Regions from separate parts of the Mus musculus genome. Here all the other regions are linked to region 1. The links are chromatin contacts, called in public HiChIP or PLAC-seq maps. All regions are on one chromosome and are shown on one strand. The core of a region is the stretch at or near the end of the contact, and the rest is flanking DNA. Distances in the headings are between cores, read along the strand shown.

Region 1 (2,508 bases), core at 4-2,503:
AAAGCAAACCTGAACAAGATGAAAGGCTGAAGATCAACATGGTCAAACTTTAGAAGATAGAATGTGTGCAGTATGAGGCTAAAACTTGCCTCATAGGCTGCAGGGGTGATTTTGAACTTATTATGAGAGAGGAGCAAAGATGAAGGTTTTAATTTAAGGAATGACATAATCAAATTTACATAGTGAGATATGTATGTGCATAATGTGTTGGATAGAGGCCAAGTAGACAGTTGGAATGTTAGCATAAAATACAGTCAGAATGAGGTAGTAAGTGGAGTCCCAGGGAGAGACAATGGAGGTGGAAAGAATGTGGGATTCTGCGTAGGAAATAATACTGATATCTCCTAACATCAAAAATAATCTCGGTAGCAATCCCCAAGAATTAATAACACAAACTCTCCACCATCCTGATCAAGCTCTCCAAAGAGAAGTCAATTCACAAAATCCAATAAGGAATACATCTTGCACATTCCCTCAGGTACCCAGCTATTTCTTTCTTCTTTCTTCTCATTTGATTCTGCAGGCCAACCTTGGGGCTATAGATTATTACATTTAAATTTGAGAAAATTGCAGCTCAAAGATGCTAAGCCACAAGTCTGAGGTCCCAAAGCTATCGTGAAAGACCATTTTAATCTTAGCCTGTCTATGCCAGTGCCTGGAAAATGAAGAAGTGGATGCTCACAGTCATCTATTGGATGGAACAGAGGGCCCCTAAAGAAGGAGCTAGAGAAAATACCCAATGAGCTAAAGGGGTCAGTAACCCTACAGGAGGATCAGCAATATGAACTAACCAGTAACCCCGCCCTCCCCCCAGAACTGTGTCTCTAGTTGCATATGTATCAGAGGATAGCCTCATAAAAATCACATTATTATAGATAATATATAGCTTTTATAGCATCCTGAACTTGATAGCGTTGATGCTATCTTTGATATATTTAGGTTAATTGGACCAAGAGCATAATAACTGTATGCTACTCATAACTGAATATAGCCAGAAAATGTCAAACAGGAAACATGGCTTAAATTTTCTCATGTTAATATAGTTTGAGGTGACACAGAAGCTCTGAGAAGCATCCCTCAATGATCACAATGTATGGAGTTGACCTGACTCTGGGTTGCCTGTTCCCTTCTGATGGTCAAGAAGATCTGCTGTATTTACTCTGTGAACACCACTGATGCGATCGTGACAGGAAGTATGACCTCATTCTGCTGCCCTGCCTCTAGTTCGGAAAGGCTGATATTGAAAGTAAACAAGGCCCGTGAGACTAACTCCCAAGAATGACAAGCTATTCTATTCTTGGAAGCAGCTGAAAGATCCAGAGGCCCCTGACCACCAAATTGCCCTGTGAAAGTGGCAGAGACATGGTCATCTCCAACCAGAAGGGAAGACGGGGTGCTCTGTGGGAAGTCACTTCTGCACCTGTTGACATTCTGATGGGATTTTTCAGTTGAAGAACGGCTCGGTCCAGCTTTCTGCACTACCAACCACTGGGAAGCTTCGTATTTCAGTAACCCTCCTGTCATTTATCAGTCGGAAGAAGAGCCCGGGGACTCCCTGTGGAGGAATATGTATGAGCAAGTTATATTTCAGAACAGATGCATTGCTTTGATGAGCTGGTAGACAGAGTCTGTTTCTTGAAAAGTTCTTGAGCTGTGAATGCAAGTTGTTTTCACAGTTACTAATTCTTGACTAGCGGGCATTATGCTCACTGTACATGGCTCCTCGCTTTTGTAAGATCAAACAGCGAGACCTTGCTTTCTGCTGCACAATGCCTTGCCTTAAAACTAAGCTTACTGCCTGAGGAAAACTAACATATAGTCATTTGGACTGGACAAAGTCTTATTGTATTACTCAATGCTGAAATCACAAGGAACATGCTAGTATGTTCACTTGTATGGATATTATCTTTTTCAAACCAGTGATTTTCTTTTTTAAAAATGTGTGTCTTTATTTAGAAATCTTCCAAAGAATGCTAGAAAGTTCTGTATTATTTAAGACAATCTTATAAGCTGGAGTATATGATTCCTTGAAAGGTTCACTATACATTATTAAATAATCTAGTTTGAGCCTTAGAGTTGATGTGACTGATTTAATGTATTATGTTATAGCAATCAATTATTAGTTGACATGTTTATCAAAAACAGGGACAGAACTACTAGATCATAAAAGGCTCTCATGTCACCTTATAAAACTACTAGGGTCGTATTATACATATATACTTATATACATACAAACATATGTATATGTATACACTTATATAATTTATGTAATTCAGTAGCTACATGGAGATAGAACTATGTGATAAGAGGTAACTGATCAATATTTGCACAAATTGCACACTTTGAAGCATGCTTACTTTGAAATTGAAAAGTAAATTCTAAGCTTTCAGGAATGTGACTTTGTAATCTGGGTTGTGGTGGTCTATTTGTAGCTCAGTATAGCTTATGCTGTTTAGGAATGTTCAGACTGATAGCCACCACAAAAGCCTTGACCTTCTCCATGGCCAC
Region 2 (2,508 bases), core at 5-2,504, 640 kb after region 1:
TGATCATGCTGATCCTTTGGGTCTAGTGAAGAAACCTGTCTCAGGAGGATTCCCTAACTCTTTTATGGTAAATCCACCTATTCCCTAGGCCATTGTGTATTCCCTTGTTTGGGTGAGACTGGCTACTGTCCTAAGTAATCACTCTGCAGACCAGCCCTGAGCTATTCTAGCTCTGTTCTTTGTAATGCCTAATTAGTTTCACCATTTCTACTAGAAGTAAATTTGAATGTTACTGAATAGGTAACCTCACTGGATTCCTACTGAATTCCAAGCTCATCGGCTTCAAGGATTTTCTAGGACATTGGAACACTGGTGGAGGCTCACCTATGTTAAAATTCAATCTTTAAAGGCACTTATAATAAAACAATACTGAAAGAGAGGATACACCATACTAACACGGGGATAGGGTTTGAGTATATGAGTTATGAGAATGCCAAGGTTCCAGGAGGCATAGTTTCCTTGAAACTCTTTGCCTCATGAGTGCTTCCAGGACTCTCAGCCTGTCAAGCAGACTTCACTGGAGTGGGGGTAACAGTTGCTGATAAATTATTATTTAAAAACTCCCAGAGTGGGGTTAGGTTTGGTTGTTGCTAAGCATGAAGACCTTGGTTCCATCCATACTATCACAAGAAAGTCTTGTAAAATTTAGAATGTAAGTGTGTCAGTATATTAAAGATGCTATTCAACTCAGTAATTGATGAGAAAATCAGAAAGGTCTTAAAACCGTATCTGTAGGGTATCAGATTTACAAGCCAATATAGGGAAGTAATTTCAAAGGAGCTTGCCAATTTATAACTTATAGTCATAGTTCTTCTATCTGAAATGTGACAAAAACCAAATGTACACTTGCCAGACACTTACATTGCTATAAATAGGAGTTATCTGTAGTGTTTTCAGACAGTAGCTACATGTTAGTATCAGTTAATTTGTACCACTATAGAGCTATAACAAACAAAAAATGCTCAATAGAAAATCAGTTATATTTACAGATAGTTACATTGCTGTATTCTTACAACTCAGAGGGTGGAGACAGTTCTAAATTATCTCAGCTATATAACAAGTTTTAGGTCAACCTAAACTTTTGAGACTCTGTCAAACCAAACCAAACCAAACCAAACCAAATCAAATCAAATCAAATCAAATCAAATCAAAAGCTTCACCCTCCTATAAAACTAGATAGTCCCAGGGTGTCTGCTAGGCAACAGTCAAAACAACATTAAAGAAGCAACTATCCCTGTCTGTTCATTTCTAGATGTTGTGTCATCTAGATGGGTGGCTCATCCTGTGTAAATTGTAACATCCTAATATAATTGCTAGTCCTAGGTGATAAGCCCTGTGAGAGGCGGGCCCTGCTCCTTCTTGTTCATTGTTGTATTACTAGTTTGTTGGTGCCTGGCACATGGTAGACTCTCAACATCTTTCAATAAGTAAATCAACAATACTAGCTATTATTTATGTTTGCTTCATGTCAGGAATAGTGCCATATGCTCTGTGTGGAAGGACTTCCTGAGTCCTCTCAGTTGCTCTGCATGCTGACTCTGAGTCATTCTTCCTGTAACGTTGCCTGGGTGCAGCCCCAGGAATTTGATGCAGTTTTAGGAGATCTGATAGGATGAGGTCTTTAAGAACTTATTTTCTCCTTTGCTTAATATTTGTATTCTTTTCCTAAATGTCACATACTAAACAATAATGAAAATTTGGCTACATGATACATAATCAACCTACTCCCAAAGGAGGAGAGCTCAGAACCCATTGTCCAGCTTCCAGACTTGGATTGCTAGATTCATTTTTTCGAATCTGCAATTCTCTTCTGCATTAGTTTCTTACTGCTGTGACAAATTACCTGACAAAAGTGACTTAAGGATATTAAGGTTTATTTGGGCTCACAGTCCAAGGGTACAGTCCACCCTGGCAGTGGGAGCTGAGAGCCAGCTTTCAAATTGTATCTACTGCTGGAAAACAGAAGAAGATGAATATTGGTGCCCAGAATATTTCCTGCTTTTTATTCAGTCCAGTACTTCACCTCATGAGATGGTGTCGCCCACCCTTAAAGTGAGTCATCCCACCTAAATTAATCCACTCCAAGTGATTTTAGATCCTTTCAACTTGTCAATACTAGTCATCACACCTTCCTGATGCCTTACACATGCATGTGTTTGTGCATGTACACACCACACACACACACACACACACACACACACACACACACACACACTGCAGCACACCCTCTGTATTTAAAGCATTATCCATCTCCCCCAACCTCTACCAACTATCCGTTTGCATGATAGTAAGATATCCTCTGTACCAGTGATGTCCTGCCCCCAGTGCATTTCTATTCTACAATTTAGATGTATGCTCCTCAGAGAACTCATGCCTGGTCTCCTCCTGAATCCTATTACTATCATTCTCTACCAGTCTTTTGACATTCCCACAGTAGTTTCACTGAACAGTAATGAAACCACACTCTCTATTGTCTGTTTCCAATCTACCTATAATAAGGGCTAGACT
Region 3 (2,508 bases), core at 7-2,506, 540 kb before region 1:
TTGTGCCAGCCATTTTCTGAGATTTTCTATGTGTCTAACATGTATTATGTTCCTCCTGAAATTCTCCCAAGAGACTGAGGTGGCAGTGGTATCTGCACCATACCTATGACTATAATGCTATATGCCTGTGGTCACCCTGTTCATAACTCCTCAGCCAAGAACAAAGACCAGAGCTGATTGTATATCTGTCAGGCCAGAGTAGGCTAATGCTGCAAAAACAAATAAGCTTCAAGTCCCACTAATGGAGAACAAGGCTAGTTTCTTTTAGGAGCAGTTTCAGGGATTTTGTGCTTTCCTTCATGTAGTGACCCAGCCAGTCATGAAAGACATTATTACCAACTTCACCTCCTTCAGCACATAGCCTTCAAGGTCACTGTACAGGAAACTGGTAATGCCTCATAAGCTCTCAAATGTCTCCAGTTAGATCTGATACCCACCACTTCCATATAGGTCCATTGACCAGCAGGAGTTTCATTGCCCAAACAACATCATAATGGGAAAATGAATGGTGGGATAAAAGTTCCAGAATCCTCGAGGGCAACCGGCCACCTCTGCCAAAATCTCTCCTTGATGTCAGAGATCCTGTCCTAGACTTAGAGCCAATTCGTGACAGCTCACCAGGTCTGCTCTGGTCAACCCTGGTTGATCAGAAGGCTTAAAAGATGCAAGCAGTAGGACGGGCTATAGAGAGGCAACCCAGGGGACAGGATGCCCAGCATCAGAGAATAGAGAATGAGGCTGCTCACCCCAGTTGCAGTTGTGTGCAAGCAAAGGCAGAGAGGGCTTGGTGGAGATGCTTGAACATCAGGGAGAATACAATGGAAAGATTGCAGATTGGCCAGAAATCCAAGCTATGCTCATTCCCAGGGACTTCAGGGTGGGTGCTTCTGTGTGCTGACTTTAGTTCCTAAAGTACACACTGGAAGGCTTGAGTACGATGTTTGTATCTCAAGGTTCCATCCAACCATGCCATTCCACTCTCAGAGGTCCTAGAAAGGCAGAGACACTGAACGTGGTTTTTCTTCTGAATGCCCAGCATCTAGCAAAGTACCAGGTACCTGGTTGGCAGGTGTATCAGAATCATGTTGGTTGCCAATAATACTAGATAGGATGGATGTTAACCTGTACTTAGAGCATAAACATTCCAGCCAGGCCTCTGGGTTCCCCTCACCTGCTTCTCACATGCCTCAGGACAGGCAGCCTCACTGACATACACATTTTACACAAATCTAGCATTCCAAGAGATGAGTCGTACTGCCCAGAGCCACACAGCTCAGCTCAGCAGCAGCGGACCTCAATGGGAACCAGGCACTCAGACTCTGAGCCTACGCTGTCTGCCCCTCTCCTGCCACGGTACCCTGGAATAGCTAAATGGTGTACACACCATCAAGATATCTGAAACTGTGTCGGCCACCTCAACACCAAACTCCCAGAGAGAAACTGGGCGGAGTGTGGTGTGAGATCGTGCAAACGGTGAGAACTGCTCTGCCCTCAAGGCCAGGGAAACTGATCTCTAAGTCTTGTTCCACACAGAGTTACCCTGGAGAGGAGCCCCTGGGCTGGTGCATCATCAGAGCACCAGGCAGGCAGGGAAGGCTGGGGCTTCCAAAGAGGTTCATTTTGCAGAAACATACCGAGTTAGGGATGCGGAGATGACTGTGTAGTCCACAGGCCAGATGCACCAAGCTGGATGCTGGGCACACCACCAGACTTCACCAGATGGTAGAGCCTTCCCAGCTGAAGGGCCCGAAGCCCTCTTGTACTTCCCATGGCTTGCCTCTGTCCTTGTTTACATCCTTCTTGAACACCTTGCAGGTCCCTCATCTCCCAACACCACATTCCTGTACCTAGACTGACCAAGGCTCCTCCTTCCTCCCACTTCCCACAAACTAGCAACACTGCTCTTGACCTTTGGAGACAAACTCTCCTCACTTAGGGCTCCATATGCTTCCACCTTCTAAGATGTGTTCTAGCATGTTTATTCTCTTCAACTCCACAGATCCTAACCACACACCTCCTTCCTTCACTGTCCCTGTTTGTCTGATTCTCCATTACAGAACAGGTGTGCCCAGAGCTCAAAGTAGAGACCTGAGAAGTCTCACTATGTCACCTCCTCCCTTTGCCTATCCAACGTCAGTCCGGCCCTTCTGCCACTAAAAGAGACATGGTTCATAACCATACTTTCCATGCCCCTATTCCCTCTGCGTGTGTTCAGGATATTTCTATCTTCCAGTCATATAAAAGCCAACCCATCATCAATCGCTTTCTCTGCTACCTGTCTTGGCACTCACCCATCTGCATGCTGTATATACAGACAGTTGGTCTAAAACACAAGCCAGTATACATCAGTCATTTGCAGCCGCATCTATCCTACATAGCATCTTCTCACTGACCAGGTCTCAGCTCACAGGCTTTTGTACACATGGGATCCAGGATGTCTCTACTTTCTTTCGTAGTTCTTGGCCAAACATTTATATGCAGAAGGCAGAAGTACTACAGGGATGGGCT

The links. HiChIP or PLAC-seq counts read pairs in DNA pulled down with a chosen protein or histone mark.
Region 2: a contact with region 1 is called in an H3K27ac HiChIP or PLAC-seq map of epiblast stem cells, with 5 times the contacts expected there. The contact joins the enhancer-like site here to the promoter of Tmem71 in region 1. A contact is called at or near these places in 2 of 39 promoter capture datasets (cranial neural crest and embryonic stem cells) and 1 of 115 datasets of contacts at active chromatin or transcription factors (epiblast stem cells).
Region 3: a contact with region 1 is called in a FOXA1 HiChIP or PLAC-seq map of pancreatic cancer cells. The contact joins the enhancer-like site here to the promoter of Tmem71 in region 1. A contact is called at or near these places in 3 of 39 promoter capture datasets (the C10 cell line, embryonic stem cells and hematopoietic stem and progenitor cells), 7 of 115 datasets of contacts at active chromatin or transcription factors (double positive thymocytes, embryonic stem cells, extraembryonic endoderm stem cells and 4 more) and 2 of 9 other capture datasets (adipose tissue and liver).

Annotation. Positions count from the first base shown.
Region 1 is chr15:66,559,791-66,562,298 of GRCm38.p6, reverse strand. It overlaps Tmem71 (transmembrane protein 71), which reads left to right and starts at 1,253. Exons shown (of 10, transcript NM_172514.3): 1 at 1,253-1,569.
Region 2 is chr15:65,924,102-65,926,609 of GRCm38.p6, reverse strand. The region is part of intron 15 of Hhla1 (HERV-H LTR-associating 1); the gene reads left to right. Among named protein-coding and RNA genes, the nearest start is that of Oc90, 13 kb to the right of the region's middle. Within about 2 kb of position 1,254, at least 17 of the 459 cell types and tissues checked have an H3K27ac peak or open chromatin away from gene starts, as enhancers often do. A contact at or near this core is called in embryonic stem cells and epiblast stem cells, where this site is marked.
Region 3 is chr15:67,096,104-67,098,611 of GRCm38.p6, reverse strand. No RefSeq gene overlaps it. Among named protein-coding and RNA genes, the nearest start is that of Gm31342, 58 kb to the right of the region's middle. Within about 2 kb of position 1,256, at least 13 of the 459 cell types and tissues checked have an H3K27ac peak or open chromatin away from gene starts, as enhancers often do. A contact at or near this core is called in pancreatic cancer cells, where this site is marked.